Regions from separate parts of the Sus scrofa genome. Here all the other regions are linked to region 4. A link is a contact called in public Hi-C and HiChIP or PLAC-seq data. All regions are on one chromosome and are shown on one strand. Each heading gives the region's core, a stretch centred on a gene start, on an enhancer-like site or on the middle of the called end of the contact. The rest is flanking DNA. Distances are from core to core; before and after follow the strand shown. Region 1 holds the start of ECD (protein ecdysoneless homolog). Region 2 holds the start of P4HA1 (prolyl 4-hydroxylase subunit alpha 1). Region 3 overlaps MICU1 (mitochondrial calcium uptake 1). Region 4 holds the start of MCU (calcium uniporter protein, mitochondrial). Region 5 holds the start of DNAJB12 (dnaJ homolog subfamily B member 12).

The links. Hi-C and Micro-C count contacts between places; a contact is called where the count stands out from the background. HiChIP or PLAC-seq counts read pairs in DNA pulled down with a chosen protein or histone mark.
Region 1: an H3K27ac HiChIP or PLAC-seq map of alveolar macrophages shows a contact between it and region 4. The contact joins the promoter of ECD here to the promoter of MCU in region 4. A contact is called at or near these places in 1 of 47 Hi-C or Micro-C datasets (heart right ventricle) and 1 of 2 datasets of contacts at active chromatin or transcription factors (alveolar macrophages).
Region 2: an H3K27ac HiChIP or PLAC-seq map of alveolar macrophages shows a contact between it and region 4. The contact joins the promoter of P4HA1 here to the promoter of MCU in region 4. A contact is called at or near these places in 1 of 5 promoter capture datasets (fetal liver), 1 of 47 Hi-C or Micro-C datasets (heart right ventricle) and 2 of 2 datasets of contacts at active chromatin or transcription factors (alveolar macrophages and skeletal muscle).
Region 3: a contact with region 4 is called in an H3K27ac HiChIP or PLAC-seq map of alveolar macrophages. The contact joins the enhancer-like site here to the promoter of MCU in region 4. A contact is called at or near these places in 7 of 47 Hi-C or Micro-C datasets (embryonic fibroblasts, fetal skeletal muscle, liver and 2 more) and 2 of 2 datasets of contacts at active chromatin or transcription factors (alveolar macrophages and skeletal muscle).
Region 5: a contact with region 4 is called in a Hi-C map of liver, with 4 times the contacts expected there. The contact joins the promoter of DNAJB12 here to the promoter of MCU in region 4. A contact is called at or near these places in 3 of 5 promoter capture datasets (fetal liver, fetal skeletal muscle and liver), 9 of 47 Hi-C or Micro-C datasets (embryonic fibroblasts, fetal heart ventricle, fetal skeletal muscle and 4 more) and 2 of 2 datasets of contacts at active chromatin or transcription factors (alveolar macrophages and skeletal muscle).

What each region holds. Positions count from the first base shown.
Region 1 is chr14:75,991,167-75,993,876 of Sscrofa11.1, forward strand. ECD (protein ecdysoneless homolog) reads right to left here and starts at 1,456. Exons shown (of 13, transcript XM_005671096.3): 1 at 1,313-1,456. It overlaps FAM149B1 (protein FAM149B1), which reads left to right and starts at 1,491. Exons shown (of 13, transcript XM_013983338.2): 1 at 1,491-1,739. The coding sequence starts at 1,693.
Region 2 is chr14:75,917,507-75,920,206 of Sscrofa11.1, forward strand. P4HA1 (prolyl 4-hydroxylase subunit alpha 1) reads right to left here and starts at 1,396. Exons shown (of 15, transcript NM_001097435.1): 1 at 1,316-1,396. NUDT13 (nucleoside diphosphate-linked moiety X motif 13) reads left to right here and starts at 550. Exons shown (of 12, transcript XM_021074324.1): 1 at 550-912.
Region 3 is chr14:75,211,497-75,214,225 of Sscrofa11.1, forward strand. The region is part of intron 10 of MICU1 (mitochondrial calcium uptake 1); the gene reads right to left. Among named protein-coding and RNA genes, the nearest start is that of DNAJB12, 23 kb to the left of the region's middle. Within about 2 kb of position 1,410, at least 9 of the 83 cell types and tissues checked have an H3K27ac peak or open chromatin away from gene starts, as enhancers often do. A contact at or near this core is called in alveolar macrophages, where this site is marked.
Region 4 is chr14:75,517,204-75,519,927 of Sscrofa11.1, forward strand. MCU (calcium uniporter protein, mitochondrial) reads left to right here and starts at 1,330. Exons shown (of 8, transcript XM_001925826.6): 1 at 1,330-1,525. The coding sequence starts at 1,376.
Region 5 is chr14:75,188,830-75,191,529 of Sscrofa11.1, forward strand. DNAJB12 (dnaJ homolog subfamily B member 12) reads right to left here and starts at 1,280. Exons shown (of 9, transcript XM_013983329.1): 1 at 1,265-1,280; 2 at 709-1,134. The coding sequence starts at 841.

The DNA.
Region 1 (2,710 bases), core at 206-2,705, 470 kb after region 4:
AAAATTCAGTTATCCACATACAATCATCATGATTTTTGCCTTGACCACATACCAATTATAGCATTTAATTAAAATTCTTTCAATGACATTTTTATACTTACAATTATATGAAAGCAACTTTTGATACAATACAGTAAATGGAAATCTAGTACTGCATTCCCAAGTTAATAAGCGTGTAAAAATGAAATAAAAAATGTTTGCCTTTGCACTAATAGTGGTGCATGTAACACACGGTCAGAAACAATGCAATAACATCTCTTGAAATATTGACAAAAATTCCAGTTCTGCCACTGGTCCTAGTTGTGTCATTCTGGGCATTTCATTTTCTCTTTCTGGGGCTTCCCCCTAATTGTAGAATGAGAATGTTATTTTATCATTTCTAAAATCCGTCTCTACTTTCCTCCCTTCATCCTCTTCTCCCTCTCTTTCTCTCTCTTTACTTTCTTTCTTTCTTTCTTTTCGTTCGTTCGTTCTTCCTTTCTTTCCTGCCATGCCTGTAGCATGCATAAGTTCTCAGGCCAGTGACTGAACCCATGACACAGCTGTATTTAACCTCCTGAGCCACCAGGGAACTTCTTCCCTGAATTTTTATTGTTTAAACACTCTTAAGAGTAATCTCCCTTACTCTGCAGAATTTAAATCTTTCCCCTTGTACATCATGGGTGAATTCAAAACTACAAAACATTTATATCCTATCATTTCACCCCAAAATAATCTGCCCATGGCTCTTGATCCTACAACAACCCGTCCCAAACCACCGCCCTCCGCCCCTTTTCAGGTCTCAGAGGGTATAAATAACTGTTTTCTAAGGATTTCCCTTACAGACAAAAGTACTAGCTTACTATTGCTGCCAGGTGAGGCTTGTTAAAGAAAGATATTGCACTGGATGGTCCACTTTAAGGCTGTGATTCGATTTTCAGGCTTATTTGGTTTTCCAAGGAACTAATAAAACTAAGTCGAGAGGAACTTGCATCTTCTATCCAGACACTCACTACAGTCCAGATTGACAGATAATAAATACTCACCCACCCCAGAATGCCAAGCACACCTTATTATGAAGAATTTAGTGTCAGGCTAGAAGGGACTTTGAGATCACTCAGACTGACTCCACACTGTACATATGAGGAAACCGGGAGCACGGCAGGAGAAGCAACCAAGCAGCTGAGGCCGGACTAGGTTCTAGCGCTCTTTACTCAAAACAAGGGTCCCTTCTTCATCCAACAAAATGAAGCCAATTTCGCTTCCAGTTCTAAAGCCTGGGCCTCTTCCTCACGTCCCTGCTGCGGCACCTTTCCTCAGCCTTCTCTCCTACCTCGTGGGCTGCCAGCAGCAGCCAAAGCCCGGCTCTGACTGGATCCACACGCTTGTCTAGGACCTGAAGCCAGCGGAAACTTAAGTCAGAAACCGGCTCAGCTCCGGAACTCCCAGCGTCGCCTTTGCTAGGTGTCGGCGGGAGTATTAGGCGGCTGCACCTGTGCGTTCGTCACTTCCGCCCCCACGGGGAAACAGGGAGGGGAGAGGACTGGAGAGGTGGGGATCCTGGGGTGGTGGCGGTCCGGAGTCTAGGAGACGGGGCGTGACGGGGCCGGAAGGTGGCGGGAGGGGGCCGAGCCGGAGCTGGCGGGAGGGCCAGGCCCGGAGGCCCCCACCCTGGCTTGGCCGCCCCGGCCGCGGCTGAGGAGGAAGAGGAGGATGATCTCCAGATACACACGGAAGGCGGTGCCTCAGAACTTGGAGCTGTGAGTGGACTGCTCAGCCACCCAGCTGGGGCCGGGGGAAGCCGTGGCGGGCCGCAGGCGCTCTGGGGACCCTCCTTGACCAGTCCCTTGCTCCTTTTTCTTTCCCAGGGCGAGGGAAAGAAAAAATTCTTTGAAATTTTCTCCTCCTAGCCTTGCCGGACGTTGCCCCTCCAGACCTCCATCTCCAGCTAAGAGCGTGTTACCAGTGCAATCCCAGGACTTGACCCTCTTGGGCTGCACTCCCGGGGCTCAGGAACTGGGTTTCCTAAGGCATTTGTAGTTTCCGTTGTGTTCCATGCCCCACTTTCCATGGCCACTAACAACTCGTGAAGTTATTAATAACTGAGTCCTACAATAAAGTTGAATACGTCTAAAGCCAAACACCCTGCGAAGCGCTTACATGCATTAGCTTACTTAATCCTATCAATAAGGATACCAGATAGGAACTCTTATTTTGTACTTCCTACAAGATAAAGATCCCAGATCTGAAGGTTGTATCGTGCCAAAGATCACACAGCTAGGTGGTGATGGAGCTGAAGTATAGACCCGTTATCAGTCTGATTCTGAAGTTTGTGGTCATAACCATTACATACTGTCTCCCCACCTCTGCGTTGAAGAGTCAGAATCCTCAGGATCAGGTTTGCTTTTGAGACTTTAGAGAACAGATATTTCCAGCTTGAACAACTTAGTGAAGTGTTGTAATTTAGGAAGTAATGATAATGTCATACATTTATTAATGCTTTACACTTTCAGAAACTTTCACATCTTAATCTTTAAGATGGATATGACCATCTTCAATTTTCAGCAGAGGAAGTATCAGAAAGGTACACATCTTAAGATTATATAACCAATAGGTTTTTGAGCTTGGGCTTTTTAACCCCAAATCCCAGTTGTTGTTTTTCTCCACTAAGGTATGTAATTTTAGCAACCATACATTTATTAATTAAATATTAATTATATATGGTAATAAC
Region 2 (2,700 bases), core at 146-2,645, 400 kb after region 4:
ACTAGCCTCATTCATAAGCTACATCTAAATCTAAAAGGGGAAATACTTTCTTCCCAAAACCTGTATCAAAAAAAAAAGAGCCTAAAGTTGATGAAAGAACACTGCTGCCACGTCTTTCCCTTCCCCCACTCAGAAGTGACTATTTCATCCCTTCAGAGTGCATTCCAAGGGAAAGTCCAAGAGCCACAGCTCTTAGAGAAACAAGAAACAGTTAAGTTGAAACTGGCAAGCCTCGTTGGCCTTTTAGATCAATTCCTAAAAGGAAATCTAGGTTCTTCGTCCCTTAAAGCAAACAGTGCAAAATTCCAAGAATCTTCTCCACTCTGTCGGAACGCCAAAGACGTTAGTGTCTAAAAACTGAACTGTATTTAATACATTCGATGACTGAGGAGAAATAGTCTCATACTTATGATACCACTCTTCCTCCCCCTTAAAACATACATCTGGGGGCCATTCGCTTAACTCAAAGTTCTCGCACAAACACAGAATTCGATTTCCTGATGGACTTTTAAAAGCATCAGATTCTGCTGTGAAAGAGCAGAGGGGGGTGGGGAGGGAGAGAAGCTCATGTACCTTTAAAATTTTTATGTGGCAGAAGGAAGGAAGAAGACTAGCTTCCCGGTTGACTGAGAATCTGACAGCCGACTTCCCTACCCAGCCGCCCGAAACTCGCCGCCCGGGGCTACGTCTAACTGCTCGGGCTGCACCGCTGCGCGCAACAGATGAGCCTGAACTTCCCCGGGTATGTCCGCTTCCTAGACCCGACAACTCTTCCGCGGGGTAAAAACGCCCGAGTGCTTCGGCGTGAGCTCTAAGCTTTAAAATCAGTTCTCCACTGCCACATGCTAACCATCTGCTGATTTGGAGGCCGAAAACCGTCGCGTACCCGTCAGCTTTGCAAGCGAGGACCAGGTAAGAGTGGAGCTCGGGAAAATCAACAGGGTTACCCCTCCTCGGGAAGGAATATTCAAGAAAGTACTGGTTCCCGGGGCGGAGACAGAGGCTGCCGCAGCCCCAACAGTCGGGGACGCCAATCTGGGAGGAGGTGGGAAGGGGAGCACCGAGGAGGGCGGAAGGGCCTCTGGGACAACCAGGAGGCGCGGGGCGCTGGACCTGGGGAAGGTACAGAGGAGAAGGTACTGCGGTAGTAAACCAGGGAACCCCTGCCCCCGAGCCATCCCACCAGAGAGGGCAGGGACCAGACCCCCCAGAGCCATCCGAGAAGGGCCGCGGCTGCCCAAGAACTTCAGCCTCAGTAGCCAACGACTACCCAAGGACTTCATCCTCATTCTCCAAGGTCGGAGAAGCGTCTCACCTGAGAAGTGGCAGGGGAGGGCTGCGCGTTCTCCAGTCCTCGACCGCCTTCAGTCAAGCCGGCTCCCTTCTCTAAGCCCGCTGGTGGCTTGACTGGGCAGCAGAGGGAGCCAGTTAGCCCTTTTATAACCTCTAGGCCGCGACGGCAGCGCTAGGGAGGAGGCAACTGCAACCCTCGCTACGTGAGCTCGATCACACCAGCGCCCAGGCGTTTGCGCAGGCGCCCAGCCCAGGCCCTCGCCCCCACCCTTTGCCCACGTCCCACGCCCCAGACTCCCCACCAGCTGGTGAAGTCCGGAGCCGAGGGGAGGGGCCGGCGGGCGGGCGTGTGGTGTAGCGCGCCTGCGCAGGGTCCTCGCCACGCCCTTGTTACCGTGGTTACTCCGGATTTGCCCCACTCCTTTCAACAGGTTGTTTAGCGCCTGGGTTACGCCATCAGCCTCAGGCTGGGACGTCGGAACTCCCAGCAGGGAACTATATTAAATATAAGAATAAGAACATGGGAGTAGAAAATAAGGCAGAAAAGAAGAATCGGGTGGAAAATAACACCGTACCTCATGTCTTGGTATCTCAGCTGTCTTGGTCCTGAGGCTTTTTACTTTACGAACCTCCTTCCTTCACCTACACTCATATGTACCTCGCTCTATCGCTTATCTTTATACTTTATCACTAGATAGTGCACTGCACGCTCTGGAAATTTTCTGGGTTCACTTCCCAGCTCAGTCTCGTAAAACTCTGGGCATTAACTTCTCTGTATCTCAGCTTCCTCTTTTGCAAAATGCGAATGACGTTAGGTAACTCTTAGGATTGTTATGAGAATTAAATAATGTGCGTAAAGCATTTAGCACATGCCTAGCACACAGAAAGGGTTTGGTAAATATTAGATTGTGTTATAGCATGTGAGGAATCCAGTGTTGTGTTTGGTCATAGTCCAACCTTTGTCTTAGTCATTATCGTCCTAAAAGAAAGCTTTAGTATCAGGCAGCAGACAATGAAGGAGAAAGGGAAGAAAGCGAAAGTGTCCGTGAAAGAGAAGACTTGTCTCAGACTTGGTAATCATTAAAAATTGTTTTTTCTAAAGTTTTCCATGAATGCTAAAAAGCATAGCAATAGTTAACATTTAACTCTTATCTAGGAGTTGGGGTTGATTATTACAGATACAGCAATAGTCAAAGAGGGGGTACTTTTCAGAACCCTAGGGAACATAATATAGTGATATAGTGACCCACTAATCAGCAGTTCTTAAAGTGCGGTCTCCAGGTTCACAGGGCAAAATTATTTCATACTGAATCGAAAAACAATGGAATTTTCCAGAGACTACATGTCCTGTGATAGTGCAACAGATTGCATGCAGAAGAATGAGAATCTTCTATTAGGCTAGATACT
Region 3 (2,729 bases), core at 160-2,659, 310 kb before region 4:
GGGAGGTGGGGGACCAGGAGGCTTGTCTGAGTGCAGTGAGGCCTCGCTCGCCAGTCACTGATTGACAGCGGGGAACCTGCTTGGCTGAGCAGCTGAGCTGCCACTCCTCCCAACAGGTTTTTCATCGCTATTTTGTCTTTTCCAACTCCGCCCGTTGGGAGAAGCAGTGGCCCCCATCCCACTAGATCAGTATACAGCCTTTTTTTTTTTTTTTCTCCTAAACCTGAGCAGAAAATCTCTTCTCCTGCCATTTTCTCTTTCTCTGACATTTACTGTTAAACACTAGCAATTATGTGAGAATTAGGTTTTCACAAAAAAACAAACCAGGAAGGACGAGGCAATTTCCTCTGCCTTCTCTGCCATTTATCCTCAAGCCTGACCCAACTACATCTATACATTATGTTACGGCTTAGAGGCACACACTCTCTCTCTCTTTTTTTTTTTTGCTTTTTAGGGCCACACTTGAGGCATATGGAAATTCCCAGGCTAGAGGTCAAATCAGAGCTACAGCTGCCAGTCTATACCACAGCTAGAGCAACGTGGAATCAGAGGCCCATCTGCGACCTACACTAACGGCTCATGGCAACACCAGATCCCTGATCCACTGAGCAGGGCCAGGGATCGAACCTTCATCCTCATGAATACTAGTCGGATTCCTTTCCGCTACACCACAATGGGAACTCCCAGACACACTCTTAAGTCAGGTAAACCACAGAGGAAAGAAAAGGATGAATTTCTATTTTTTTTTTTTTTTGGTCTGTTCTAGGGCCACACCTTCGGCATATGGAGGTTCCCAGGCTAGGGGTCCAATTGGAGCTGCAGCTGCCAGCCTAGGCCACAGCCACAGCAACTCGGGATCCTTGACCCACTGAGCAAGGCCAGGGATCAAACCCGAAACCTCATGGTTCCTAGTTGGATCCGTTAACCACTGAGCCATGAAGGGAACTCCGAATTTCTATTTATGAATCAACTAGCAACAAAGTGTTCTCTATAAACCTCAGGTCAGAGTCTTCCAGAAGCAACGTGAACTTAAAGTCAGTGTGCCTTCTTTGCTTATTTCATTCCTATAATTTCAGTTCTTCCTTGTTATTTTTTTCTGCATTTGATCTTTCACTTTCTCTATTGCCTCCATGTATTCACCACCATGTCCCCAAGGTCAGCTGATACAAATGCCAGAGCAATGCAGAGCATGGTGACACAGCAGGCAAACTGTGCTCACTGTCACAAGACTTGAGCTCTAGTTCTGCCTCCACCAACTTGCTGTGTGACCCTGATGGAGGAGGTGCCTGCTCTCTTTAGATTTAATTTTCTCATCTACAAATGAGGAGATGACGCAAGATAACTGCTGAGGTGGCTTAGTAGAGCAAAGAATTGTTTATGCGATTCTTCTAGAATCTGAGGGTGAGGAATGGGGTGGAGGTATGCAGAAACAGCTGAGGTCTTTTGCAGTGAAGGGTAGAGGAAAGATAAAGAGGTCACAAGCTGGGCTGTGTCTTAGTGTTCACAGCCTTGGCTGGAGGGAAACTCGGCTGCTCAGAAAGGTAGGAAGAGCTGGATTCCCCATCCTGTAGCTTCAGGTTACTGTTCATATCAACCTTCCTCCTGGGATGTGAGTTACCGTGAAAGGGGAATCAAGATCCTTTGGAACCAAAAGACTTAAGCAGAATATATTATTGTGTGGATGTGCACAAGATGTGGTTAAGTGCTGACAGGGGAGATGGGGCCTCTACAAAGACTGAGGAAGTTCTAGGTTTTAGAAAAAGCCTCGCAGCGCTAGATACTTGATTCAGCTGGCTCATGAAGAACTGATTCCTGCTAATAACCAAACTGCCCGGGGAAGGAAGAGAAACCAGAAGGCCAATTTACAAGGAAAATAGTAACTGCTACGAGAACTAACATGATGACAGCTGGTCATTATACTTCTCAGTAGGAAAATCTACTAAGGAAACTCAGTTCATCTCAGAAGATTGCTCAGTGAAAAGGGAATCACATCAGAAGATACCGGATGCACTCAAACTGTGATCATCTAATGAATTACCCTCGGGGCCACAGAACAATGTCCTGAGAAGTGGCTCAAAACCTGTTTTGTGTTAGATAAACACAGATGCTTTATGGTAACTATTCTTTTTTCTGCATTTCACAGCAATCTCACACTTTTATTACAACTGATAACTACCCCTCTTTTTCTCTTTCCCAGTGCCATTCTCTCAGGGCACAGAGCTTATTGCCAACACCTCTGGATATTGCAAGTGCCCATCCTTTTCCCCATGAAGATAGACCCTTCCCTCTAACTAAACCATTAACTAAATAGTATCCAAGAGTATCAGGGAGAGCTCTTGGAATTTTTTAGTGAAAAGCTCATTAAAGTGGTATTAAGTAATTGCAGAGTGGGGACTTCTGGAAGCCACTGGCAGGAATGCCTCATTACAAATGCCATCTCTTGACAGAACAGTTACAGATTATGTTCCATCTCACACACAGGGGGGCTCTGACACCATCTGTACTATAGGAGGAAAAACCAGGGCTGCTCAGTTATTGTAACTCAAACCACTGGGGTGTTACCAGCCAACAAAGAGCCTAGCTGGGGTGCCCTTTCACAGTTCAAGATCTTCAGATAGGCCCCCAGGGTGTGAATCAAAGCAGTGGAGGAAATAAACTAAACCAGCTGGTGAGCTGTCCAGCTGGGGACACTTGGGACAAGTAGGATGACAGCAGATTACAAGCCAAGA
Region 4 (2,724 bases), core at 80-2,579:
TGGGTGGAAAATGATTGTGAGCAAAGTTGCTCCAGGAATGTCACAGATTTCCAGCTAGGGGGATTAGTGTGTGCAGCTGTTGAATGGGGGGCTTATCTCATCCCTGAGCTCTCAAGTTCCACTGTTGAGCAATAAATGCCTTTTGGGTGAGTGTGGTATGAGTGTCTCACCTGGAGAAGCCAATCATCTTACTGTTCTGGGGTGGGGTGGAAGGATTAAACAAACCACAAGCTTGACGTCATTATTTAACTACTGTTGGCCAAAAAAGTACCATTTCAGTCCAAATTTAAAGAATACTATGAGAATAAGTGGCACAATAAAATTATGTGTGTGTATTGTGTTTGTTTCAACTTTTTCTCCTTAGGCTGCTCTAAAAAGATGTTTCCCCAAATTTAGGACTTTTATATGCTTACCAAACTGTTTTCCTGAGTCTGATTTTAAAATCAGGTGTGAGCCTTAAGTAGTTTATAATAATAAGCAGCAAGGACATTCTCTTCTAGGGAAATTCAAGAACCTCAAATCTCCTTTCTTTCATAGTCTTAAGTAAGCTATCATTATGAGCTTGTTTCTGTGGAAAGAAGTATTTTTCAGGAGAAAGAGTTATTCTAAATTATGAAAATTTATTAAAATAACCTTTACGTGGTTTTTATTACATTACCACCATGTTGTTTCTATAGTTTAATAAGTGGTAAGAAAATAGAAGGTTGCTTCTGGAGAGTGTAAGAATATCAGTATAAAGGTGCTGTAAAAGTGGAATGAGTATCTGAAATGCATACAGTTCTATTAATTCACTCTGATAATATGTACTTATCCTGGGACTTTGGTATCAATCATTCTTCTCCTCCGTACTATGCTACATATTACAGTCATTAGATCACCCCATGAGGTGGGGTTAATTTCAGCGTATCCAAATACCAGTTATGAGTGATAATTCTGGGTGTGTCCTTGAAGTTCCAGCACATCTAGCTAATGATTACTAATTTGGTGCCTATTTTGCCAACTTAAAACACTCACGAAGTACAAAGCTTTGCAAAAACATCCATTTCCTCGGTTACCCTTTTCATAACTGTATCCTTGGTGAAGATTAGCCGAATCGAACATGCCATCCCTATCGCTGCTATTCTGAGGGGCTCGGATGCCAATTACCGGCTCCCTTGTATTTGCCCGTAATTGACTATCCCACAATAGGTAACTCTGGAAGTGACAGGCAATCTCTAGTGTGGTTCTCCCGCCGGTCGATTGGGCCTTGCAAGAAGCCCCGCCTCGTCAACTCAGTCAAGGGCGCCAGTTGGCCCGGCATGGGTGAGTGGCGGGTCCTAGCTCCGCCCCGGCCGTCCGCTGCGCTGCCTGGGCCGGCGCCGTTTCCAGTTGAGAGATGGCGGCCGCCGCAGGTAGATCGCTCCTGCTGCTCCTCTCCTCCCGGGGTGGCGGCGGGGGAGCCGGCGGCTGCGGAGCGCTGACTGCCGGCTGCTTCCCCGCGCTGGGCGTCAGCCGCCACCGGCAGCAGCAGCAGCACCACCGGACGGTGAGCGAGCGCGCCCCGCGGCTCTGGGGAGGGCGGGGCGGCGCTGGTGTGTGGGAGCCGCCGGCAGGCAGGCCGCCGGGGCAGCGGGCGAGTTACCTCAACTCGCGGCCGCTCCCGAGGTTGCCGGGCACCAAGGAGCCGCTGTGCCCTTCAGGCTCCTGCGGCGGCAACCGGGAAAAAGGGGAGGGCGGAGGAAGCCTAGAGGAGGAGGAGGAGGGGCGACGGCGGGGATGTTCCCGCAGGACCGGGGACACCAGGGCGGGGAAGGGACGGGACTTGAACCTCTCCCTGACCCGCCCCCGATGTCGGTCCCTCCCTCCTTTTTCCTTAACAGCTTTGCCCCATTGCTCCCGAACTGAGCCCCGTGCAAAGTTGTCCCCCTTCTCTCCTCCTCCAGGCGGGTTGGGGTGCCCTGAGTTGCCGCGGCTGCCTTGTGTATGTGTCAGGAGAGTGGCAGTGCCATGCTACTGGGAACCGTTCCCCGGAGGGCAACCCAGGACCCAGCGGGGCCGCTCCCTCGTTCTTTCTCAGCCCTTGGAGAATGGACAAGACGGAAAATCAAACTTTATCCCCCTCTGTGACTTCCTGCTAGTGGGCTTGGGGAACAGCACGCTTGCGATGGATGCTGCATTGCTCAGGAGGCAAGCTTCATCCCTCTCAGGTCCTTAAAGGTCCTCGTGGTCCTTTTGGAGGGCTGATTTATAAGCTTGTTAACGCGTGCCTGAAGAAGGAGGGGTGGGCAGCAGGCAGAGGGGAAAGTGAGTATGACAAGTTGTTCACAGAGGCAGGGATTTGGTGGTTGTATTAACCAGTTATTGCTGGATTTCATTGGCTGGCAACGCACGGGAGTTTCTATTTGAACAATCTTCTTTGGGTGTGTGTGTGTGTGTGTATTTCTTTTTCAGTTGCAAGAGATCAACTTGGCATGGAGTTCTTGACCTAACAAGTCAGCAGGTTCTCTTCCTTTGGACTTTCTAGACCCGTATTGTTGGTCTCTGGCCGACTCCAAGAGAAAGACTGTAGGTTTTATTTCCTAGGGCGAGGGTGTATAGTGTGGCAATAAGAGAATCACTGCAGACAGCCTAATAGCAGATACTAGTACCTTCAGCCCTCAACAGATAACATCCACCTGTCTTGTTCTCACAGCTCTTGAAGGGAAGCTGAATGGAGCTTTTCAGAGAATACCCCAAGACTGATGA
Region 5 (2,700 bases), core at 30-2,529, 330 kb before region 4:
CAGGAGATAGTTCTGAGGCATTAGGCTGCTGTGTCCTCCTTTGCCTGGCAAAGCAATAAAGCTGTTCTTTCTCTTCCTCAAAACTCTGTCTCCTGTCTCCAAGACTTAACTGGTGCAGGTGTACAGAGGCCGCATTTTCAGCCACAGTCACAGGGCAGACTGTGTGGAATGGGAAGAAGGTAGGCTCTCGTTTGGGGAGGGTGATCCCTGGCCCTCCCCGGGTGAGAAAATATGGAGACGCTTTTTCAGGCCGATCGAAGGTCGGAAGTCCTCTTTCCCTCTCTAGAACCTATTCTCTCCGTCAGAGGAGTTGTTTATTTTCCTAAACTATAATATTTCCCAAACCGGCAACTGGCTCCCAGCCACCGAATGGCCCCTTGGGAAAAGTAGTTCAATTTCGCTTCCAGGTAAGTTCCTTTCGTCCCACCTGCCAGCGCCTCTCATTCTTGGGAACTCCAAATCTCAGAGGGGTCCGCAAGCCCCAGGAAAGCTGACGTCGCTGTGGCCCCTCTCATTAGGTGTCCAGCATCCCAGAGAAGTGGGAGAGCCGAACACTACACCTCCCAGCGGCCACCGCGCGTCTCAGTACGCAGGCGTAGCCGCGCCTCGCCACCCCTCCCCCTCCTCCAACTGATCCCGTCGGTCCGTTCCCATATTCCCCCCATCAGTTCTAATGTCCCCTCTGTGTCTCCGGCACCTCACACTCACCGCGAACTCGCGGGGTCGGGTACAGCCGCTGCGCCTTCTCCAGGAAGCGGAGCGCCCTGTCATGCTGGTTGCTCTGGATGGCCTTGAGGGCGATGCTAATACAGCGCTCGGCTTCATCCTTGTTAGATTCCATGGCGGAACCAGAGCGCGGAACCAGGGAGGGGGAGGCCGGGGAGCGAAAGGCTGAGCCAGCTGCTGGCGCGTCTCGGGGCAGGCTGTCGCAGGATGGTGACGTAACCCTCTGCCCCCTCCTTTTCCGAGATTAGTGCGAGATTTTGAGCGAAGGAGGAAGTGCTACCGTATGTCTTCTAAGAGGGGGACGTGTAGCAGAAGCGCTAAGTGTGCACAACCACATTCCTGGAGCCCAAAGGAGTCGTATTCAGAGGTCTTCAAGTATTGTATTTTTGCATGTTCTTGGTAGTAACTCTGTGTATTTGAGATGAAGGTGGCTTATTTATTTATTCATTCAGCGGATATTTATTGAATACCCGCTATTTGCCATGCTAAGTACAAGGCAGCGGTGAAAAAACAAAGCCCTTGCCCTCAGGGAGCTTACCTTCCAGTGTGTGTAGCCGGGTGGGGAGACATCCAATAAAGAGATAGAGTCCAAGCGTGATAAATGCTATGAAGAAAAAAAAAGACAATATAAAGAAATAAAGAGATTGAGAGTGGAAGGTGCAAAATAGCCTGATCAGATAAATCTTCTCCCAGAAGCGGTTATTTTAATAGAAATCTGAATTCAAGAAAGAGAGAATAGGTATTCCAGGTGTTAAGTCACCTGGAAGAAAGGTGGTCCAGGCAGAAGGAAAAGCAAATGCACCACAGCTCACGGCAACGCTGGATCCTTAACCCACTGAGCGAGGCCAGGGATTGATGGAACCCGAATTCTCATGGATAGTAGTTGGGATTATTACCACTGAGCCACAATGGGAACTCCTAAGAATCCATTTTGGCTTAAGCCAATTTGTGATCTAAGCCTGGCTGCAATGCTGGCCCTTGAACAGGTCTCAGTCATTAAAGATCTTAAGGGAGGGAATGAAGAAACTGGGGAGGATTAGTCAAGGAAAAAATGGTGCAGCCTTGGGGTAGGGTCCTGGTTTTGAAACCCTGTATAAGATCTTGAGTCCTTGGAGTTCCCGTTGTGGCTCAGTGGTTAACGAATCCAACTAGGAACCATGAGGTTGCGGGTTTGATCCCTGGCCTTGCTCCGTGGGTTAAGGATCTGGCGTTGCCTTGAGCTGTGATGTGTGTCGCAGACGCAGCTTGGATCCTGCATTGCTGTGGCTGTGGTGTAGGCCAGCAGCTACAGCTCCGATTCGACCCCTAGCCTGGGAACCTCCATATGCCATGGGAGTGGCCCAAGAAATGGCAAAAAGAAAAAAAAAAAAAAAAAATCTTAAGTCCTTGTGTTTTGAAGGAAAAGACTTTTCCTTTAGCCTTGGTCTTAAAAGGCTAACACAAGAGTTAATGATTAAGGGAGTTCCCATCATGGCTCAGTGGTTAAAGAACCCAGCTAGTATCCATGAGGACATGGGTTCAACCCCTGACCCCGTTCAGTGGGTTAAAAATCTGGCGTTGCTGTGAGCTGTGGTCGCAGACATGGCTCGGATCGCACGTTGTTGTGGCTGTGGTGTAGGCCTACAGCACCTATTCGATCCCTAGCCTGGGAACCTCCACATGCTGTGGGTATGGCCCTAAAATGACAAAAGAGAAAAAAAAGAGTCAATGATTAGGAAATATTATTATAGATAAAAACTAGTTAAAATAGTCTTCATGATGTCATGCCCTGCCTTGGCCCACACACTTACTCTTAACTAGCTTTTCACAAAGGATCTAGTCCTTGCTTAATTGCTTTCTTTTACTAACGGTTACTTTTTAGTTAGAGTTATATTGCATTTAGTGTTCTTTTTTGTAATTGGAACACCCCCCACCACCCCTTCCCTGTAAGCAATCTTCATTCCAGAGGGAAGGGCAAGGAACCATCATAACCCC